3 separate regions of the Hordeum vulgare genome follow, and all the other regions are linked to region 3. Evidence: chromatin contacts called from public Hi-C data. All regions are on one chromosome and are shown on one strand. The core of a region is the stretch at or near the end of the contact, and the rest is flanking DNA. Distances in the headings are between cores, read along the strand shown. Region 1 holds the start of LOC123448092 (cytochrome P450 714C3-like). Region 2 holds the start of LOC123448098 (probable arabinosyltransferase ARAD1). Region 3 holds the start of LOC123448096 (type I inositol polyphosphate 5-phosphatase 10-like).

Region 1 (3,886 bases), core at 841-3,340, 630 kb before region 3:
AAGGCTAGTGACTACGGTGGGAGAGACAAGTATGTCCGTGAGGCGAAAGTTGTGGGGATGAAGGAGTGTGGAGCCGGTGGCGGTGATGGGGAGATGTTGTCCATTGCCAACGAGAATGCTAGAAGGAACATGCTGTAATGAACGACTAGATGAGGTTAGGATACCTTGGTTGTCGGTCACGTGCGAAGAAGCTCCACTGTACATGTACCACTCGGGGGGCGTGAGGCATGTTGATGCCGGAGTTGCTGAAGGCGGCGTTGAGCATGGCGAGGTGCTCCCACGATGTTGGCGTGGGTTGGTATGGCGGTGGCGTCGGAGGAGGAGGGTACATGGCGTAGGCGTGAGCATGGGCACCGGGTCGGGGTCCCAAAACGCCAGCGGCATTGGGAGGGATCCAACCAGGGCGCGGTGATGGCAGGGCCATGCCGTATGGAGCGAAATATCCGGTGAATGGAGAGAACACCCGCGGAGAAGACTGGTTGCGCCCGGAGGAATCGTTGCGTCCACGGCCACGACCACGTCCACGGCCACGATCACCATCGCCGCGGCCACGGCCAACGGGTTGATGTGGAGGGTGCGGATGGCCCTGTGTGCGGTCGAAGGAGGAGCGATCAGAGGGACCAGTGATGGGTCCACGGTCATTGGATCCACGGGCGCTAGCCTCGGAGTTGGTGCTGGGGGCGCGGTCACCACCAGTGAAGGCGAAGGCGGAGGCACTCTCCTCGGCGGCGTGTTGCGCCTACAACTCCTCCGCAAGGACCACCCTGGAGAGGACGGTGTCGAAGGGGAGCTCCTGATCATCGAGGACGACGCGAATCTTGTCGAGGCGTTTGTCCAGGCCATGGAGAAACTGGGTGGTGAGGTCGGTTTCGCTGACGGCGTGGTCGATGTTGGCGAGACCGTCGATGAGGAGCTTCATGCGGCGCGCGTACTCGGAGACGGATAGATCACCTTGCTTGAGGTTGCGGTACTGCCGATTGAGAATCATGAACCGGGCAGCACGATTGGCGAGGAAGAAGTCTTTGATCTTCTTTCAAATGGAGTAGGTGGTAGTGGCGCCGACAACGTGGTCGATCATGGGATCCGCGAGGGTGGCATAGAGCGAGAGGGCGACGTGGGCGTCGAGCTCAAGATAGGCAGCATTGGCGTTGGGAGGCGGAGGGTGTTCGATGAGATAGAGTACACCATAGCGGATCGGGACCATGAGGAAGAAAGATTTCCACTTGTGGTAGTTGTGATCGGCGGGGTTGAGGTGAAATTTGATGTGGTTTGTGATATGGTCAGAGAAGATGGGGTGGCGAGGTGTAGGTGTGGCCGGCGGCGACGGGGGTGTGGTGAAGAGAGGAGCAAAATGAGATCCGGGGGCAGGGGAGGAACCCTGGAAGAAGAAGGGTGGCGGCGGTACCGCAGGAGAAGTGGCGGCCGTGTGGGCGTCGGCGGTCGCGAGGGAGGTCACCGAGGTCGGCATCGAGCCAAAGATTGGAGCAGCGGAAGAGGAGGAGGAGGAGGCAGCGTCGGGGTCGGCCATAGGGACCTGGTAAAACTGATACCAAGTTGAAATATGAAACTTCCTTGAGTGATCAATAGATTACATGTGTGAGGTATATATAGGTGAAAGTCCCACGTTCTATACATGTGGCTGAAGTGGTCAATGTGGGTTTTCCCTAGTTCCTATTGTTGTGGTACACAAAAGGTTACAAGAGTTATCTAACACCGTTTTCGCAGTCAGGAAACGTATAAGCAGATAAATTAACCTGAGTGCCCAATGAGGGAAGAAGTGGGAAGAGAAAATTACCACGACCATGGTGGCACGGTCAGTGCCTGGAGACGGCGATGCGTAACTATGCCCGTCGACGGAGACGGCAGGCCAGCCGCGCGGGCTCTGCCCTTGCCCGACGGCTGGTGGGTGGCGGTGGGGGAGGCGCAGGACAGTGGGAGCAGCGCAACAGACGCGTGAGAGAGAGGCACGAAGGTGGGCCCGGCCGGGCCGAGCCACCTCGATGGCAATGGGCTGAGATTTCCGGAGCAGGCCCACTCTCCCTACGTTTCTTCTTCTCCAAGGTCCAAGCCCATTCTACTGCTGCCCCTCACTCAGTCCTCTGCTTCATCCGCGATTCCATTCCTCAATCGACATGGCCGTCGTTGTGGGTAAACTTCGTAGCCGATTGATCTCTCATTCCCAGAGATTCTCGTAGCATTCGATGTTTGTAGTGATTAATCGCCATTCCTTCTTCTCGCCGGCGCGCGCGCTGCTGGCAAATGCAATTAACGCGACGGAGTCGGCGGTCTAGCAACGGCGCGCTCCTCGCCGGCACATCCGGTAAACCAGGTGTTGGATGCCTAGCTTGCACAGGACCTTTTGCCGTGGGTAATGAGGATGCTTCCGCCATTCGCAGGGAGGGGATCATCAGGACACAAGAAGACGGCCAAGGAAGGCCGAGATCCAGGGCCGCGAGTGTTGAATCCATTGACCGAGGACTCATTCCCACAGCCAGGAGCTCTGGTCAACTTAGCTACGCATGGCCATGTGGCAGATGTTGGTTCTCCGACCGACGACGGCTGGTTTTATCCACTCTGTCGTAAGCGAAATCGAACTGAACAACAGTTTTGGCAATACAACTACAACAGTTTTGGCAACAGTTTTGGAGTCTGATTTCGATGTAGTAGTTGGTGCCAATCGCAGCATGCAACACCCGCAGCAAGGTTTCGTCTGTGGAACAGAACGTGATTGCTGCCGTTGTTGTCTGTGAAAAAGGCTGATACAAGGTTTCCGAACTTTTCTGAGTTGTTACCGGATTCGTTCACCTATTTTCCCCACCACTTTACACAGTTCAGCAGAGGCTGAGCTGCATCATCAACGACCTCTTACTCTCAAATTTCTAACCGTGTTTTCCATCTGATAACTCAGCCTGCAAGGGTCCATAGTTGCAGGTAATCCTTGTTTTTTTTGTTATTATTTGGTTATCAGAAAATTCTCTCCTCTGTTTAGAAGTATGCTTTGCGTCGCTAGCGGAGAACCTATCAATCAATATACACGACGCATATATTACTAATAAGTCAACCAGGCAGAATACTGTCAGTAGATGCCAAGAACTGAAAGCAAGATAATAAAGAATCAGAAACTGAACAAGACAAGATAGCATTCATATCCTCGAGTTCTAAAACCGATGAGAATCTAGTGGATTGCATAATGTACTTTGTAGTAGTTGGACATGAACAAAGTAGCCATTTATCGTATATGTTTGACAAGAAGTCTCCCCTCTCTCCCCTACTCTGTCTGTCTCATGGAGAAACTTCATCTGCTAACTCTGCTTCTTCCCATACTTGTTGGGTTACCTCTGTTGTACATCTGTGACATACTATGGCTGAGGCCAGAGAGGATAAGAAAGAAGCTGAGGAAGCAGGGAGTTAGGGGTCCCAGGCCTACTTTGTTCTATGGCAACACCCAGGAGATGAAGAGAATCCGGCAAGAGGCCGTTTCTGCGCAGAAGCAAGACACCAGTAACTACATATCCACCCTCTTCCCTCACTTCCTTATCTGGAGGGAAACATATGGTATGTGGTCAAAAGCTCCATCCATGCATGAATTTTCTCTGCAGTAAAACCACACCTTTTTTTTTTGTTCTTTTTTAGCAGTAACACATGTTATTTGCTTTGAATTCATCTCTAGTATGTTGCTGATTAGATGTTTTTATTCTTGTGACATAAGACTATAAGATAACAAAGTTTATATTTACAGTTTGTTGGGGTGACTAACCAATCTTTCTAATATTCAGCATGACAGTGCCACAAAGCCTCCAGCACTATCTTGTAGTATATGTCCTCTCGTCTCTGTTTCTATTTATGCTTTGTAAATTTCATTAATGTAAGGCATCCACCCCAGCAA
Region 2 (3,838 bases), core at 1,185-3,684, 880 kb after region 3:
TTGTGCAGTTTTAGTCCACAGCAAATCACATCGCGCCAAGTGGACAGAGTGGGGGCAGGGTTGGTGGTTTTGCAAAGTGGCCCTTCCATTTATCACTTATTAATCAACACCCAGGCCGTTTCAAATAGCACCTGAATTAATTAAAGCTCCTCAGTCATGGCGATGATCTCCTCCAGGTTGAGGAACATCTTGGTGCGGTGCCTCTTGATGATGAGCAGCCTGGGCTTGACCTTGGGGCTCTCCCCGAGCGCCACCGCGGTTTCCTTGGGCGGCGAGTAGGCGGCGCACATGAACCGGTTGAAATCGACCATGGTGACGTTGTGCGGTGACTTGGAGGCATCGATGGTGAACTCCATGTAGGCGTGCGTGCCGACTATGGTGTAGTTGAAGCAGTGCACCTGGTCGTCCTTGCTGAAGTCGATCAAGGGGTACTTGGACAGCTTCTGGAGCAGGGTGTGGTACTTGATGGTCCACCAGAGCGCCATGTCCGTGATGAGGAACTGGACCTCATCGTTGAACTGGCTGGCCGTGGTGAAGAGCGGCACGATCACGTCGGTGAAGTCGTGGAAGAGGTTCCCCGTGTAGCCGGTGAGCGAGAAGATCACCAGGGGCACGTCGTGGTACCTGGTGCACTCGGCGGCCACCTTGCTCGACTTCACCGTCAACTCCGTGATGTGGCTGAGGCAAAACTCGTCGCCTTTCCGCGGGTAAGGCTTGATCTTCCACACCTCGTCCCTCTGCGAACCGTCGGGCTCCATGAACAGTACCGATCAGTGCATCTTAAAGCAGACAGCAGTCTTGAAATATTTCGTCTCATTTGATGCGTGCGTGCATGTATACTTTATCGTCTCCTCACCTATCAAAACAGAGCACCATTGATAATGTGCACAGTTTAATTTGCCAGTGACATATGACAATTTCAAGGTAGTTAGACAGGCCATGAAAAACTAAGACATATTTTTTCTTGCTGGTTGCTATGATTTCCTACCTTCCAAATCCTCCTTCCTCCTTTGGTCTGATCGCTTAGGCTCTGCTTTTGCTAAGACCTCCAATTGCTCATTAAATTTGACTTGACTAACGGAACCGAAATAGATGCCTTGGCCATGTAGTAATCCAAATTCACAACAACAATAGCAGCATCACGTTCATCATCGAATATTAAACTAACATCATTCAAATATATGGAAATTTTTGTTGCAAAGCTTTCAAGTCTACATATTGCAGCTTCGACAACAGGGAAGCATAAACCAAAAGAACAAGAATGCATAGAGCAAACAGTATCAAAGAGCTGCAAGGAAATTTCCTGCCAAGACCCGCATCGCCATAACAGAGCACCATTGATAATGTGCAGAACTTCATTGGCCAGTGACGCCTGACGGTCGTCGTCACAACTGTGGTGGAACACAGGGATTCAGACATCGAAAGCAGGGATCAGAGATGATTACATAAGTCGAACGCACAGTTAATCAGACATAACTGGCACATGGCTACCTCCCAACTCAACTAATCAAATGTTCAAAATAAGTTGGGATCGATATCTGCACGTGAAATGATCTCTACTTCTCAAACTGGGTTACAGATGGCAATTAGTATCTGCAGGTAACAATCTCGATTTCAGTTTGAAAGTAGCCTATAAAGATATAGCAATAGCTGATATCATAAACCCTCAGGACAATATGTCTATCATATTTCTAAAAAAATATCTACAACAGTCATTGGTCTGATCGCTTAGGCTCTGCTTTTGCTAAGACCTGCAATTGGTCTTTAAATTTGTCTTACAATGAAAACAGTACTCTTCTTTGTATATGCACTCCTGATTAACCTGTATGGAAACAACAGAAAATACGAGGGGCAACGACAAGGAAAGCTGTTACCAAATCATAAACAGCGGCAGTCTGACAACCAAAGCACAACAACGCCAACACAAGGAAGCACTTGCAAAGATTCTGTAAACAAGATGACAAGCAGAAAAGAGAACATAGAACAGAGGCAAAATATAACCATGACACAATATAAAATTTGCAAACTTTTGGACGGAACTCTCTCCGATTCTGCAGCTATGAAGAGCTAACTGCAAGGTGCAAAATTTACTAATGGCATGAAGCAATGAGAAAAAGGTAGGCAAATGCAGAACTTCACTAACGTGTTGATTAATAAATGACAAATGGAAGGGCCACTTTGCAAAACCACCAACCCTGCCCACTCTGCGCGCTGTGATTCGTTGTGGACTAAAACTTCACAAGAGAAACAAGTTGTAGGATCAAATAGGGTCACTTTACAAGTTTTAGGATCAAACCATCACATTGTATGCAAGTTGTAGGATCCTAGTGCTATTACCTCAAGAAAAAAATGAAACTAGCTGCTTCATCTACTGGAGAGTCCAGTCCAGCAGCGCATGCTCACGTCATTTTCAAGGCCCAGTCCGGAAAGCACACACCAGCCAGCTAACCCACCCAGAACCAACCAAACTCCGACCACACGGAAAAACCCAACCTTTGCTTCCCCTTCCTTCCAATCCACCAGATCGACGATTCGCGATGCTCCCCCGTGCACCACTCCGGCCATGAGCCTCGCGCTCCATGGCGCCGCCCCGTGCTCGCGCTCTCCTCCTGCCGCTGGCGGCGGCCACCGTCCTAGTCGCCTCCACGATCTTCCTCTTCGCCGCCGCCGGCGCCAGCCGCTGGCGCCCAGCAGACACCGGCCTCCCCGTCCCGGCAACCCCCGCCGACTTCTCGGCCATCCCTGTCCGTGTGCGTGTAACATCCGCTGCTAAGGGTCAAGAGCTCTCCTTTCTTGACGAGAATGGCCGCCCCGACGACCCCGGCTCCGGCTCGGCGGCTGCTGCTGGACCTGGGAGATGCGACCCCCGCAACGCCGCTGTCAGGGTGTTCGTTTACGACATGCCGCTGGAGTTCCACTTCGGGCTGCTCGGCTGGGCGCCACCCCCCGGGGACGGCGGCGGCGTCTGGCCTGACGTTAGGGGCGGCGCAGTCCCGCGCTACCCCGGTGGGCTCAACCAGCAGCACAGCGTGGAGTACTGGCTCACGCTGGACCTCCTGGCATCCTCGTCAGGGGCACCGTGTGGTCCGGCGGTGAGGGTTGCCGACTCTCGTGATGCGGACGTGATCTTCGTCCCCTTCTTCGCATCACTCAGCTACAACCGCCACTCCAAGGCCGTGCCGCCAGAGAAGGTAAGCAGAGACATGTACCTACAGGAGAAGCTCGTCAGGTTTCTGGTGGCGCAGCCGGAATGGAAGAGGTCCGGGGGTACCGACCATGTCGTCGTCGCGCACCACCCCAACAGCTTGCTCCACGCCCGGTCGGCGCTGTTCCCAGCAGTGTTCGTGCTGTCTGACTTTGGGAGGTACCACCCCAGGGTTGCCAGCTTGGAGAAGGATCTCATTGCGCCCTATCGACATATGGCGAAGACATTTGTGAATGACACGGCCGGGTTTGATGATCGGCCAACATTGTTATACTTCCGGGGAGCCATTTACAGGAAGGAGGTAATAATTGTGCTTACTAATCCGGTTCCGCACACTGAAAACTTAAATTATGTACAATCTATGACTATGAGACGCCAATCGTGACATACTGTCATGGCACTGCTTAAATTCTCGCAGAAGCCTGCTGGTATTTGGCCAATTAGGTTTAGCTGATGAACAGAATTGATGAGATCTGTATTGAGAGACATAATTCAGAATTTGTTAAATTGTCGTAATTGAATCATTAGTTTAAGACTTGGTTATATGATTGTGGATCAATCATTAGGTATTCTTAGCTCAGAGCGTAAGATTTCTGAATGCCAGCTTTGATGTGTTTTCAGTTTTAACTGCAC
Region 3 (3,825 bases), core at 319-2,818:
TAGCAAAGCATGTGTACCCCACTTATAAGAAGGAAGAATCTATACCATGAAAGAAGAAAGAAAGAAAGGAAGAGGTTTATTTGAATAAAAAATAAAGAAATAGGTGTCCTAGACTTCTTTGATGCAATCAATTCAATGGAATAGTAGAAGTTGACCTGAAGAAATTTAAAGCAGCTATTGGAAGTTCCAATTGGGGCGATGCTACTGCTGCTGCCACGGTGACGGCACAAAAACAAGAAGTTTCAGAAAACTTCAACAAACCAATGACAACGAAACGAAACAGCGGAAATTGAACTCCTCAAAACAATGTGAGATGGACATGACTACCCGTCGAAATCACATTTGATAGCACACTGAAGCAAGCATATCATATCGTACTAACCTGCATCCTAATTTCTCGCAAGTACTACTAAAGTTTTTGTAGCAAATAAAGTCAGATCATATAGTTGGAGTGGCAACCAGTATGAAGCCAAAAAGCCTAGCTACAGATGAAAATGTAATTTTTTGAGGCAACATATCGCCTTTTTCCGTCGAGAAAAGGGAAGTGTGTATGTATGTGTGCAATAGATCTTGTAAACTATGTTGGCAAGCTCAAGGCATGGAAGGTGATGGAGTTTGACCAGCCTTTTTCAAGCAAGTGGGAAAAGTTCCAAATTGAATAGACTAAGCAGCAGCTCAAGCCAAAGCTGTCATGAAACAGCATAGAGCTGTGTTAACAGCTCCTTGGAACCATCCAGCAAGTGGTAAGGTGAGGGGGCTCTAGGAACTGTAATAAACATAGAAATTGAAATTTCTGAGAAAAAAAATGTTTGATAGTATAGTGTACAACAGGAACAAACAAACGAAGTTGCACTTTTAAAATTCATAAGAAAGTGCGATATTTGGTAGTATAATTGTCTGTCCGATTACACGCCAAAACCAAGAAGGGGGGAAGGAGACCACACTGATTCCCCGAGGCAGCCGTTTTGGCCTTGGCAGCGTCCAAAGCAGAGGGTGGTCGATCGATGCCCCCAAGAAAACATAGAGTGAAGTAAAGTATTCATAGAAAAATGGGTGAATTGCAGCATGGTTTTGGGCATGCATGGAGGAAGAATTCAGAATGACAACCGCAGAATGTTGTGGGGCAAGATAGAAGCGGGATAGCATACCAAACTGATTACTGTACTCCCTAATGATCAAGTTAAATTACACCACGGGATAAGCCTGCCAACAGAAGAGAAGAAAAGAGGAGAGGCTAGCCATGGAGGAGGAGGAGGAAGAAAACCTTGGTGAATGGCGATGGCTGTGGTTCCATGGAATTGGAAAGGAAGCGCGCGGCGGGAACGATGCCAAATGGACGCGGCCTAATAATACTACTAGCAGGAGGAAACGTACGTACTATTTTTGCAACGCGGTGGCGGTCTGCGAAAGCACCGGCCGGCTGGCCGGCTGTGTGTCACCGGTGCGTCCTTCTCGTGGTTGCCTTTGCCTGAGGCTCCCGGCGCAGACGAGCGGTTGACGAGGAAGGGGAGGAAATGGAGAGGGAGTGGGGGGGACGTGGTTGGTTGGTCAGGTCACATGAGGTCAAACCCAAACGGAGCCGTGGGAGGGAGGAAGAAGGGGAGCAGCTCCTGTTACCCGCGCGTGCGTTGCCTTTTCCCCAGGTTCCTGGAGGAGGAGTAATTCTCTTCTCCGTTCCGTTCCACGGTAAAATGGCCAAATTTTACGTGTGGTCAGACACCAGATCTTGTTACTAGTACCAAAATTTCCTGGTGTAGCTATAGATGCATGTTCACAACATCAAGTCAAACATTCTCGGACCACTTTGACCTCTATTTTTTTGGAGGAATAGTCAAATCACATGACTGTTTTTAGACGTTCTTGGTTCAGAAAACTCCTATACTTTGATTTGTGTTCCATCTAGGATTCTAGGTCTTTTGGAACGCATGGAGTTTAGACCAAGCTTACATGGTTTGCAACATTTTCTCAATATAAGCAGTCTTGGTTGCGAAACAAAAAATCTCGCCAAACTGGAGTAGTATCATACTTCTACGTACTAGCAAGTTCTTTTTCATAGGCTAGAGGGACTGGTAACTATTTTTCATCTAGGCGGCACCAGCATTGAATCTGGCAGCACGTACTGCGTACCTAGTTGCATGTTGCTCGATGGACCACTTTGACTTCTTCTTTTAGACGGATGGATCATGGACTGCGTCTCGCGTTCCTACTACCAAAACGTGCAGCCGTGTCCGACCCGTCCCGGATAGATTGATCATGTATGTCACGATAACTCCAACCGCACGATCAAAACAAACGCATGTTTTTTCCATTTGGACCGCCTATCAGTTCATTTGTGTTGGCTTTTGTATTTGAATCAGTCGGTGCGCCAAACGAGAGACATGCATATTTTATACTCCCTCCGTTCCTAAATACAGTATAAGTCTTTAAGCGATTTCATTAGAGGACTACATATAAAGTAAAATAAGTGAATCTACACTCTATAGTATGTCTATATACATCCGTATATAGTTTCTAATAAAATCTCTAAAGGACTTATATTATGAAACGGAGGGAGTAGTACATGTTCACGTTAGCATTCGGTCGAATATCTGATGAGCGAGCAGCTCGCCCCACCCCCGTGAGCTCACCTCTGTACCGCCGCCCCGCCCCATTGCCCCGCAGCTTGCACCCATGCCCTACCCATTCCCTGACAACTCGCCTGTGCATTGTCGCCCCGCCCGCGCAGCTTGCCTCTGCGCCGTCACCCTACCCGCCCCGCACCTTGCCTTGTTGCCCGCCCGTGCCCCGCGCGCTCGTGCTCGCGCCGGCCCATGCCCCGCCAGCTTGCGCTCGCCCAGCCCCCGCGAGCTCGTCTCTACGTCGTCGCCCCGCCCCGCAGCTCGCCTCACCACCTTGTCGGCTCGCGCCCGCGCTTGACAGTGCCTCGGCAGCTCGCCTCTACATCGTCCCCTTTCCCCCCGGTAGCTTGCTTCGCTGCCCGCCCCTGCCTCACCAACTCGCCTCGCCGCCCATCCGTGCCCCGCACGCTCGCCCTTGCTCGTGCTCCCGCGCAGCTCACCCCGCCCCCGCGAGCTCACCTCTGCGCCGTCACCCCGCCCCGTAGCTCGCCCCGCCGCCCTGCAGCTCGTCCCACCGCCTCGCCGGCTCGCTCCCGTGCCCCCGCACATGCCCCGTCGGCTCGCTCCCGCATGTGCCCCGCTAGTTCGCGCCCAAGCGCTCGTGCTCGCGCCCGCCCATGCCCCGCCAGCTCTGTCGCACCGCGGAGGGAGGAGGAGCGGGTGGAGGCGACACAGACGACAGGTGATGGTGCGACGGCGGCGATGGTGGGGGCTGAAGAAGAAGGGTGTCGGGCACGCCCCGCCCGTGAGGCTGCCCACTGACGGGGGCGAGCTCCGCGTCCTCGACATCGCCGCCAAGGACGGCGCGAGCATGCTCTTGTCTTCTCACACCACCACGTGGGCCGCGCCGCGCGGGGGCTACGAGGACGTCATCCTCGACTCCGGCAGCCTTCAGGGGCACGACAACGATGAGCTCGGATAGGTGGATGACAGGTGGGGTGGGCGGGACATGCAACGGACACACACATACGTGAAGGACGCAGAAAACGTTCGTATCGTGTCCACCTCCGGTCCAAATATGAATCAAATTTGAATGTAAAATGGGTCGGGTGGATACGAAACGGATATGATTTGGAAATTAATTTTTGGGTTGGGTCATTATTTTTGTCTACGGTGACAAAAAAAACGTGGTCAGACGAAATGGATCATCCGGTTGGAGTTGCTCTCACCGTGCCGTCGTGTTGATGCCAGGCATGATCTCATATAT

The links. Hi-C and Micro-C count contacts between places; a contact is called where the count stands out from the background.
Region 1: a contact with region 3 is called in a Hi-C map of seedling, with 2.1 times the contacts expected there. The contact joins the promoter of LOC123448092 here to the promoter of LOC123448096 in region 3. A contact is called at or near these places in 2 of 6 Hi-C or Micro-C datasets (leaf and seedling).
Region 2: a contact with region 3 is called in a Hi-C map of seedling, with 5 times the contacts expected there. The contact joins the promoter of LOC123448098 here to the promoter of LOC123448096 in region 3. A contact is called at or near these places in 2 of 6 Hi-C or Micro-C datasets (leaf and seedling).

What each region holds. Positions count from the first base shown.
Region 1 is chr4H:119,936,634-119,940,519 of MorexV3_pseudomolecules_assembly, forward strand. It overlaps LOC123448092 (cytochrome P450 714C3-like), which reads left to right and starts at 2,091. Exons shown (of 6, transcript XM_045124862.1): 1 at 2,091-2,320; 2 at 2,397-3,555. The coding sequence starts at 3,213.
Region 2 is chr4H:121,438,288-121,442,125 of MorexV3_pseudomolecules_assembly, forward strand. It overlaps LOC123448098 (probable arabinosyltransferase ARAD1), which reads left to right and starts at 2,435. Exons shown (of 2, transcript XM_045124867.1): 1 at 2,435-3,506. The coding sequence starts at 2,580. LOC123450346 (alpha-1,3-arabinosyltransferase XAT3-like) reads right to left here and starts at 767. Exons shown (of 1, transcript XM_045127648.1): 1 at 141-767. The coding sequence starts at 767. The coding sequence ends at 141.
Region 3 is chr4H:120,562,753-120,566,577 of MorexV3_pseudomolecules_assembly, forward strand. LOC123448096 (type I inositol polyphosphate 5-phosphatase 10-like) reads right to left here and starts at 1,569. Exons shown (of 7, transcript XM_045124865.1): 1 at 1,379-1,569.